Regions from separate parts of the Rattus norvegicus genome. Here region 1 is linked to region 2. A link is a contact called in public Hi-C data. All regions are on one chromosome and are shown on one strand. The core of a region is the stretch at or near the end of the contact, and the rest is flanking DNA. Distances in the headings are between cores, read along the strand shown. Region 1 overlaps Mical2 (microtubule associated monooxygenase, calponin and LIM domain containing 2). Region 2 overlaps Mical2 (microtubule associated monooxygenase, calponin and LIM domain containing 2).

Region 1 (4,921 bases), core at 1,080-3,579, 37 kb before region 2:
TTGTTGAGACTGCCATAGATTATGGGGACCTTTGAAGTCAGACTAAATGTATTTTGTATCATGGTATGAGTAGGTATGGCCCCCATAAACTCATGTGTTTGAACAAGACTGTGGGGCCCAGGGAGTGGAATGTGGGGGTTTGAATATGCTTTACCTGTGGGAAGTGGCATTACTAGGAGGCGTGGCCTTGTTGGAGGAAGTGCATCACTGTGGGGGTGGGCTTTGAGGACCTACACTCAAGCTTCACCCAATGAGGAAGAGACCCTCCTCCTTCCTGCCTGTAGAAGAGGGTCTCTGGCTGCTGCCTGTGGAGCAAGATGTAGAATACTCAGCTCCTTCCAGAGCACCATGTCTGCCTGGACACTGCCAGGCCTCCTGGCATGATGATGATGATGATGATGATGATGATGATGATGATGATGATGATGATGATGATGGACTGAACCTCTGAGATTGGAAGCCAGCCCCAATTAAATGTTTTATTTTATAAGAAAAAAAAAACCACAGTGGAGTAAAACTGGAGACAACCAAATAAAAAAAATATACCTAGAAAGATGGAGAGAGGGTTTGTCTCTTCTTGGGGTTGTCGTGGATAACACTGCTGTGATCGTAGCTATATATATCAGGAATCTTAAAAACAATACCTGGCTCTTACCCAGGTTCCCCTGAATCCATCGGGAGGCAGTGACACAGTGAGCATCTTAGCTGGTGAACCTCCATGAGATCCACTAGTGAGGTTTGCCCTGTGCTGTTTGGGAAAGTGATGGGCATATATCACTGTGACAAATGGCACTGCAGACTTTAAAGGAGAGACTTACTAGCCATCAGAGTTTTAGAGAGTTCAGTCTGTGTTGGCTGTAGTACCTCAGAGCATCATAGAGTGGGGCTAAGATGTGCCATGAGAGATACACAGTGACCTCCTTGCCCCAGCCAGGCCCCACACTCAGCTATGGCCTCATTGACAAGTTAATCCACTAAAATTAGCAATACTCATGATTTAATTAACCATCAAGAGCTAGTGACCAAGCCTGCAACACGTGGGCATTCGGCAGGGGTTGAGGGTAGAGGAGGGACATGTCGTATCTGTTCTGCAGCATCTATATAAGAAATGTTACATCTGCACTAGGGCTTGTCTGTCAACCATCATCATGACTGTTAAGGACGGAATCAACAGGCAGATGGAAGTCAAATGATCTACCCACTTTCCTATCTGCTCAGTAATCCATTGCAGAATAAAGTTGACTTTATTCTACCGTCAAGACCAAACTCTCTAGGTTCTGAGGGCCAATCCGTGCTTCACAGAGTCAGGTCTTGGCATGCCCTTCCCTGCCAGTACAGGGGCCTAAAAACCAGACATGGGTAGCTATTGTTAAGGACATGACATCTCTCAACATCATTTATTTGACAAACAGAAGCTTTATGCAGAGTTAAGCATTGTGCTGGTTAGAGTTTTTGCAAACTTGACCGAAACCTAGACATATCTGGAAAAAGGGAATCTCTCCCCATCCCTATCAAATTGGTTTGTGGGGTATTTTTTCAATTGCTAATTGATGTAGGAGAACCCAGCCCACTGTGGGCAGCGACATCCTTAGGCAGGCAGGCCTGGGCTGTATATGAAAGATAGCTGAGTAAGCCAGGGGAAGAAGGCCAGTAAACAGTGTTCCTCCATGGAACAGTGTTCCTGCCTCCAGGTTCCAGTCTTGAGTCTCTGCCTTGCCTTCTCTCATTTATAGATGAAAACCTATAAGCCAAATAAACCCTTTCCTCCCCATGCTGTTTTTGGTCAGCATTTTTATCACGGCAGCCGAGACACAAACTCAGACAAGCATTGAGCAAAGCTGTGTCAGCACACACCTACTAACTGATGAGCCTTAACGCTCCCCCAGTGAGAATAACTGTTGCTGGGTTTCCTTTGTCACACTGGCTGTTTAGAGTCTTTACCTCCTAAACTGGCTTTGCCATTCTGCATCTATAAGCTTTATTTTTTCATACAGACAAACTCATAATTCTGATTTACAGCTTCTGGGAGAAGTGCTTAAAGTCCCTCTGAGGAGAGAGGAAAAGCAGAGAAAAGGGTGAACAGCAGGGAGACTTCCCTTCTGTCAGCGTTATGATTAAGACAGTGTTTCTTTTTTGTTTGTTTGTTTGTTTTGTTTTGTTTTTGTTTTTGAGCTAGGGCCTTGCTCTTGAAGCCCAGGTTGGTCTGGCTTCAAACACGTGGCAATCCTCTCTTGAGTTCTAGGATTACAGGCGTTAGCCACATACTGTGCCTGACCACTTCCTAGTTCTTAAAGGCTCACATTGAAGGTTAAATTCGGAGTTTCCAAGGCTGGGAAATGTCTCTACAAGTTTCTGTGTTTGTTTATTTTGGCCCAGGGCTTCCTAGGCTTGGTCTTCTGGGAAATCCCACACTGGTGAGAGAAAGAGCTGGAGGTTCTGCTCTTGGCCACCAGAGGGCAGTGCAGGACAAACTGACCACCAGCTCTCACAGGTTATTTAGGGTGGCGGATTTCTATTGCCATGTTTCTCCCCAGGCCCTGCCAGGGTCCCCAGGAAGTCAGAGGTCATCCTGATTTGCTCACACATTGCTGAGCCAAGAGCTGGGTTACTAAAGACAGGTTCTTAGGCCTGAGCTTAGTGAGTAGGGTCACCAGCCCTGGCCACATTGCTCACTGGCTAGAGACCACAGCATATCCGGCAGAATAAGCTACATGCTACTCACCTTTCAAGTCAGCCTAGACATGGAGAGGAGGCATTTGTACAGGAGGCCCAGAAAAAGTTACCTTCATTTCCTTGTAGATCAACTTTAGGTGCATCTCACCCCACCCCCACACCCCAAGTAATATTTCCTGTACCACCCTGAGAGGTGCATGCTCAGCTGGTTCTAGGAGACTGAGTTACTTAGGGTCACATAGCAACCAGGCCCATGCTCCTATTTTCAGAAACTATGGGACGCTGGAGGGGCCCCTGAGACACAGAGTGGCTGTTCCAGGCAAAGGAGACCTGGAGGTCCTTACCTACGACAGCCAATGGCGGCCCAGAACTACTACATGTTTGTGAATCTGAAGCTTCTGGAGACAGAGTCCAGGTCTGGTCCCCACCACTCCCCTTGTGTGTACTTCTTCATTTAGCAAAGATTCCATCCCCTGGGATTTGAGGGTCCGTGCTTCTTCTCTGTGTCCCTGAATGAAGCCTGGTGGGCCATTTACTCACCAGGCACAGCTTGTGGCTCCTTGTGGTGTAGTAGTAGAGAGACTGGTTGGGTCAGGGTCTCCCGCAGGGAGATGTGCCGGGTTAGAGGCTGTGATAGAGGTGGGGATTCTGGAAGGCGGGGTCTCTCTTCACAGGCCTCTGTGCAGGGGCCTATGATGCTGCCAGAGTCGGATTCTGTATCAGAGCTGGAAGAAGGAAGAGGAGGGTGACTCAGAAGCTCATCCCCCTGCCCCCCATGTCCCACCTCCTAGTCATCAGCCCCTTTGACAGTCCTCAGGGCCTGGAGCAAAGATGTCAGCTCAGCTACCTCTGTGCTTGGACCCAGACTTAGCTCTGTCATGTCCTTAATTATATCCCCTTAGATTTCTATGTTGAAAGGGCAACCCTCAGTTCCTCAGCACATGACTGCTTTTAGAGGGAGGACCATTAAAGAGGTGACTGAGTTAAAATGAGGTCATTTCGGTGGGCCCTAATCCTATGACCGGTGCCCTTTAAGAAGAAACTGGGACATAAATGTACATAGAAGATGACTGCCATTGTAAACCAAAGATGCCATCTACAGGCCAGGGAGAGGCTTGAGACAGATCCTTTCCTAAGAGCCCCCAGGAGAACGCTCCTTTGCCACCCTTTTATCTCACACTTGTGTGACAGTTTTCTCCAATTCTGAAATATTCCATCCTGCAAGGAAACTCCTTAAGCAGGAAAGTTATAACTCAAAGTAGCTACAGGAAGTTCCTGAATCTGATCAGATTCACTAGACCCCTCCTTTCCAGAGTAAGCAATAAAAGCTAAGAGTCCCAGACAGATCAGACAGAGAGAGAGAGAGAGAGAGAGAGAGAGAGAGAGAGAGAGAGAGAGAGAGAGAAGCAGCCAAGACAACTCAGAAAAGCTTAACTGGAAAAAAAAAAGGCTCTTGACACCAGTCTACTGGGAAGGAGCAGAAACCAGCCAAGCTGCCCCAGGAGAGGTTCAGATCAACAAAGGTGCCTGGAAAAGACACTCTCCAGGCTGAGCTGCCTTCAGGCTGTGCAGCACACTCCAGGCCCCCAGCTTTGTGAGTTGTCACCCACACTGGGGTGAGCTGTCTTTGAGTCATTTCTGCTCCTAAAGTAACCCCTCACCCATATTCCTGTAAGTAGCACCAATAAAACTCCTGGTTCACCAAGTTGGACTTTTGGGTTCCCTACCTGGGGTGACTAGACATGTGTGTTGCATCTCTCCAGAAAAAGTCTTGTCATACAGTGTACCCCAGCCCCCCAGAGTGTGGGAAGACATTTCCAGGAGGCTCCCAGGCTGGGGCACTTGGCCTTGACAGTCCCAGCAGGCTACAGTGTTGGACAGAACAGAAGGAAGTTCCCACCCCAGGCCTCCTGAGTCACCTTAATGAAGGCTGTTCTGACCTTCCTTCCTCCCAAGCCATGGCTTCAGGGCTGGGGATGGAGGGAAGTTGGAGGAGAATCTGCCTTGTACACACAATGCCCTGGCCTCAGTCCTCGCACATCCTAAACTGAGCGTGGTGGCAGGCATCTGTAATTTCAACACTTTGGAGGTCGAGGCAGGGGCATCAAGATTCGAAAACAAGTCTTAGCTATACAGTGAGTTCAAAGCCACCCTGGGCCACAGGAGACTCTGCCCTAAACGAGACGAAACCCACAACTGAAACAAAGGTCAACCAGAGCTCTGCTGCTTAGCTCCTGGGGCCAAACAA
Region 2 (4,463 bases), core at 132-2,631:
CACACATTTAGTCATCTTGTCTCCTGCGTCTCCTCCAATCTCTGGCATTCTCTGCCTTCCCAGACTCTTATGCTTCTGAAGGGCACTTGGTGGTTATTTTATAAAGGATCCTGACTCTGTGTTGGTCTGACGTGTTCACACATGTAGCCTGCACTGGAGGTTCTGTGGTTTCACGGCACAGGGGCGAGGGGAGCTTCACACCCATCCTATGAGAATTCATGATGGTGACCAGACTGTGAGGGATGATGAAGACCTCACTATGATGGTTTATAAAACCGAGTTCCTTCTCATTCATCTGCTAATTAATAACATTTGAAGTTTTCTAGCATTTCCTAATGTCTTTTCCTGTTCCGTGGAATCTTTGCCCACACACCTTAGAACACAGGGAGGGGGACTTCGCCAAGTGAGGGTGGTCGGCATCTCACTGAGGCAGTGAGTCTTCCCCACTGGAACAGTGTTCTGGAGGCGGTAAAGACGCACTCATTCAGAAGAAACACATGAGAAGACACAAGCTAAAGTTGACTGGGAAACAAGGTCCCAGAGAGAAATAGCCTGGGATGGGGGAGCAGAGTTGTGTATGCATGGCTTGGCCAAGCATTGGACAAACACAAAATGGGTCGTTGCTTTAGTGCATGAAGTGTGGCTTGCACATGAATGTAGGCTCAAGGGGGAGGAGGTACTGAGTGAACACTGTTTGCACAAAATCAGTCAGCCAGGACAACTCACTGCTGCCCCAATAATATTTCTGAAAACCAGATTTGACTTGTTGAGTCCAGGGCCTGTATTTTTCCTTCATTTTTATTTTTAAAAAATCGTGTGTGTGTGTGTGTGTGTGTGTGTGTGTGTGTGTGTGTGTGTGAGAGAGAGAGAGAGAGAGACAGACAGACAGACAGACAGACAGACAGACATGCGCATGTGTGGCTGTGGAGGCCTGGAGAGGGCATTGGATCCCCTGGTGCTACAGTTTTAGGCAGTTGAGAGCTATCTTTTGTAGGTACTGGGAACTACACTTGAGTCTCTGGAAGAGCAGTGAGCTTTCTTAACTTCTCAGCCATTCTCCTCTTCCCTGAAGCCACAGTTCTTGATGGGATCACCCCCAAAAGCTCTGGGAACAGCTCAGAGGGGGACAGTGAACATGTTCACGTTGCAAGATGTAATGACCTTATCAGGTGTTATCAGAAAATGAGGTAATGAGTGGGCAGCTGGGCTCTATCAGGGTGGGCTGCTGGCTTGACTGACAGCTCACTTGCCGGGAGGTGGGACAAGTCTGAGCCATGAAGAATAAAGTTTTACAAAATACAGCAATAAAGCCTCTTCAACCACACAGAAGGGGCATGTCTTTTATGAGTCCAGTGAGTCAAGCATCAGTGAAGTTTACAAACTGTCCCATGTGCCTCTGAGTCATCTCTAACATTAGCCAGCAGGCTAGCTAAAGCTGGCACCTCCGCCCCCTTGACATATGCATGCTTCCTTTTGCAGAATTAGGATGGCTTTTGAGAATGAAGCCCAGGGCTGGGGAGATGGCTTCGCTGACAGCGACTGGCACACAAACATGAAGACTTTAGGTCCCCCCAACACCCACACGGAAAGCTGGGTGCAGTGGTATACAGCCACAGCTATGGCACTGGGAAGTGAGGCAAGCTGATCCCTGGGGCTCATGGGCTGGATGGAGAAGACATCACTTCATTGTAAGACCCTGTCTCAGAAAAATAAGGTGGAAAGCAAACAGGAAAAGATGCTTGACATCAATCTCTGGCCTTCGCATGCACACAAGGTACATGATTAGCCTCCAAAATGTGCACACACAGGGACAAATTAATGAAGTGCATATCTTATGTCTCTGTAAATTATTTCTTTGCGCCCACTTTAGGCTAACATTTTTCAGAGACAAGTTCTAGACTTTGACACACAGTCTCCTACAATTTTCTCCTTTCGCCAGATGGTGGCGCTCGAGAGCACACAACATTTGTCTTAAGACTCCAAGTCCAAAAGGCAGTAAAAAATGCAGAGGGCCTGCTGGTATCTCTTTCCTACTTAGTGTAATTAAAAATTCAATATTAATTAGCTATAGTATATAGATCATCTTATAAACTTACAAGCCCTGCAAAGTATCAAGCAGTTTGGCTGTATCAGCACATTTGACAGACATACCCCTCATCCCAGGGAGGCTTCATTGTCAGCTAGGAAGAAGCAAAGTGGGGATCAGAACACCGACTTTGCTTTTCTATCAAACTGAGCCTGGATCCCGGTGGCTCACAAGAGAAAAAAACTAAACAGGACTCGGGCTAGTGACATAGCCAAGCACACCCAAGCCACTGGTCCTCAGGACATGGACCTTTGAATGAGCTGAGCCCGAGCACACAGACCTCTTCCAGGTTGTTGAAGCCTTGCCGCCTCCTCTTGTTCACGTCATTCTCTTCAGTCTGGGCGTCTACCTGCAATGGCCAAGAAAACATGGTGAGCTCCGGGCCGTGGACAGTGTTTGAACTGGAAGCACAGAAGGATGCATGCTTGTTTGGAAACAGCTGTCAGCCTAACGGTAGACATGGAGAAAGATGGCCCCATATCAACAAGTGCTGGCATGGGGTTACAGTCAGGCACAGTGGAGAGTGTTTCTACTCCATCTCCAGAATCCCTGTGACACAGGCAGGGTAGGCCTCTTCTCTATCCCAGTGGCTTTTGGCTCAGAGGGGGGTTAATCATGTGCCTAAGGTCAGAGCCAGGCCTGGCTGGGTGATAGCTTTTGTGTGAACTGTCTTGTGGAAACCACCAGACTTCCTATGCTACCTGGGCCTCCCATGAAGACACTGGACAGGTTTACCTGCAAGGAACATTCTTAGGAGTTCCAGGGCTTTGGTGTCAAATTAAACCTGCAATCCAGGTACCATTATATGATTTAATTCATTTCAAATAAACATTAGATCCGACCTGAGGACTAGAGATCAAATGTCCAGTTTGCCAAGGCCAATTCAGATTTGCTGACTCCCCCGCACACTGTAACACTTCATTGACACACTCCCTTTCACAGATATTACCCAGCTGGCCAGATAACATCTCATAGCTCACTCCCTGCTCTGAACAATCAACCAAGGCCTAGGAAACTGGCCTAGACGCATGAGGAGAGCTGTAAGGACTGAGCTGTCACTGTGGCCTTGGATAGGGGTGGAGGCTGAACATAGTAACTTCTTAACATGAATCTTTGATCCCGGATTAGGTCTACTTCCTAAGGATAAATATCTTAACTGTCAGCTTCCAGTGGCTTGGACTTTCTCCCGGGGAGTCTGGAGTCGGACCCACAGAGCATGTATCAGTCTACATGGATTCTCCTACACTCTGACTTCCTCCATGGCATAGCCACATCCCAGCCTTTCAAACACCATCCGTGTAGGAAGAAGTGCTCTAGGTTCGCCGTACACCTAGGCATAATACCCATCCAGGCCTTGGCGTGGCTCGGCCCCAGAAGGGTTGTTTTAGGCTTGGCTATTCTGAAATAGCAGTCTCAGCACTGAGTCTACTAGGCATCACTCAAGTGTAGTAAACACCCTCACACGGACACGAACTCGCACACACATGCAGACACACACACACACACACACACACACACACACACACACACACACGCATGTGCACGCACACAACTGCCATGTTCACCAACTCCATTAAAAAAACAACCATAGTTTAGTCATGGAAATTTGTTTAAAAATTTGACCAGGGCACCATCAAACAACAGATCAGAGGGCCCCGCCTCCCTTCAACATTTCCTTCAGCTTCTCATAAATCACTATTTTGTGAATGGAAATAATCTCAGTCTAAATGCTTGGGCAAACACCAAGAGAAACAGATGACCTTATTTTCAACAATATTGGGTTTTAGAGACTCAGGCTGTTTGGGCTCCCGGCTCCACCGACTGTGAATGCCACTTAGGCCCAGAGACTGGAGCTGTGAAAGTACAGAATGTCCCATCAACAAGAATGCTCGGTGCATAATCTTAGAGTTCTCTTTGTATTTTTGTTTCCACTTTCAATGAGGACTTGGCTTTTCTCACAAAGAGCAATGCATGCGACTCTCTCTTTTATACTTCTCAGCCTAGGGTGGGTCTATTCACACAACGGGAGCCTGGCTAGACCCCATCCAGACATGTGACCTATGGGCTCACACAATGCACTCCACGGTGGCGGGCCCAGTCAGCAGCTCCTAAAAAGATCCCAGATCTTCTGGGAGAATAAATGGAGTACAAGGGGGCAACCTCTGCTTCTTCGATGCCGTCACGAGGACTCTGGGAAATAAAATGCTGCCTGCAAGGGAAGGTTAGCAGTGTGTACGTCCAAACAATGCTTACTTTCTCCGTTGGAAAAATGCTACTGAGATGTAGGCAGAGACAAAAGAAAAATTAAAATGTAGAGATCTATTTATGTTTCTCACCAGAAGCCAAGGCCTCTAACCCAGAGCCCTTTTCTTCAGTG

The links. A called contact is a pair of places that touch in the nucleus more often than the background predicts.
Region 1: a Hi-C map of the A7r5 cell line shows a contact between it and region 2, with 2.8 times the contacts expected there. The contact joins two enhancer-like sites. A contact is called at or near these places in 3 of 12 Hi-C or Micro-C datasets (the A7r5 cell line, the Rat2 cell line and kidney).

What each region holds. Positions count from the first base shown.
Region 1 is chr1:175,918,274-175,923,194 of GRCr8, reverse strand. Mical2 (microtubule associated monooxygenase, calponin and LIM domain containing 2) reads right to left here. Exons shown (of 31, transcript NM_001395865.1): 22 at 3,214-3,398. Among named protein-coding and RNA genes, the nearest start is that of Parva, 61 kb to the left of the region's middle. Within about 2 kb of position 2,329, at least 11 of the 93 cell types and tissues checked have an H3K27ac peak or open chromatin away from gene starts, as enhancers often do. A contact at or near this core is called in the A7r5 cell line, where this site is marked.
Region 2 is chr1:175,881,274-175,885,736 of GRCr8, reverse strand. Mical2 (microtubule associated monooxygenase, calponin and LIM domain containing 2) reads right to left here. Exons shown (of 31, transcript NM_001395865.1): 16 at 2,367-2,435. Among named protein-coding and RNA genes, the nearest start is that of Parva, 98 kb to the left of the region's middle. Within about 2 kb of position 1,381, at least 25 of the 93 cell types and tissues checked have an H3K27ac peak or open chromatin away from gene starts, as enhancers often do. A contact at or near this core is called in the A7r5 cell line, where this site is marked.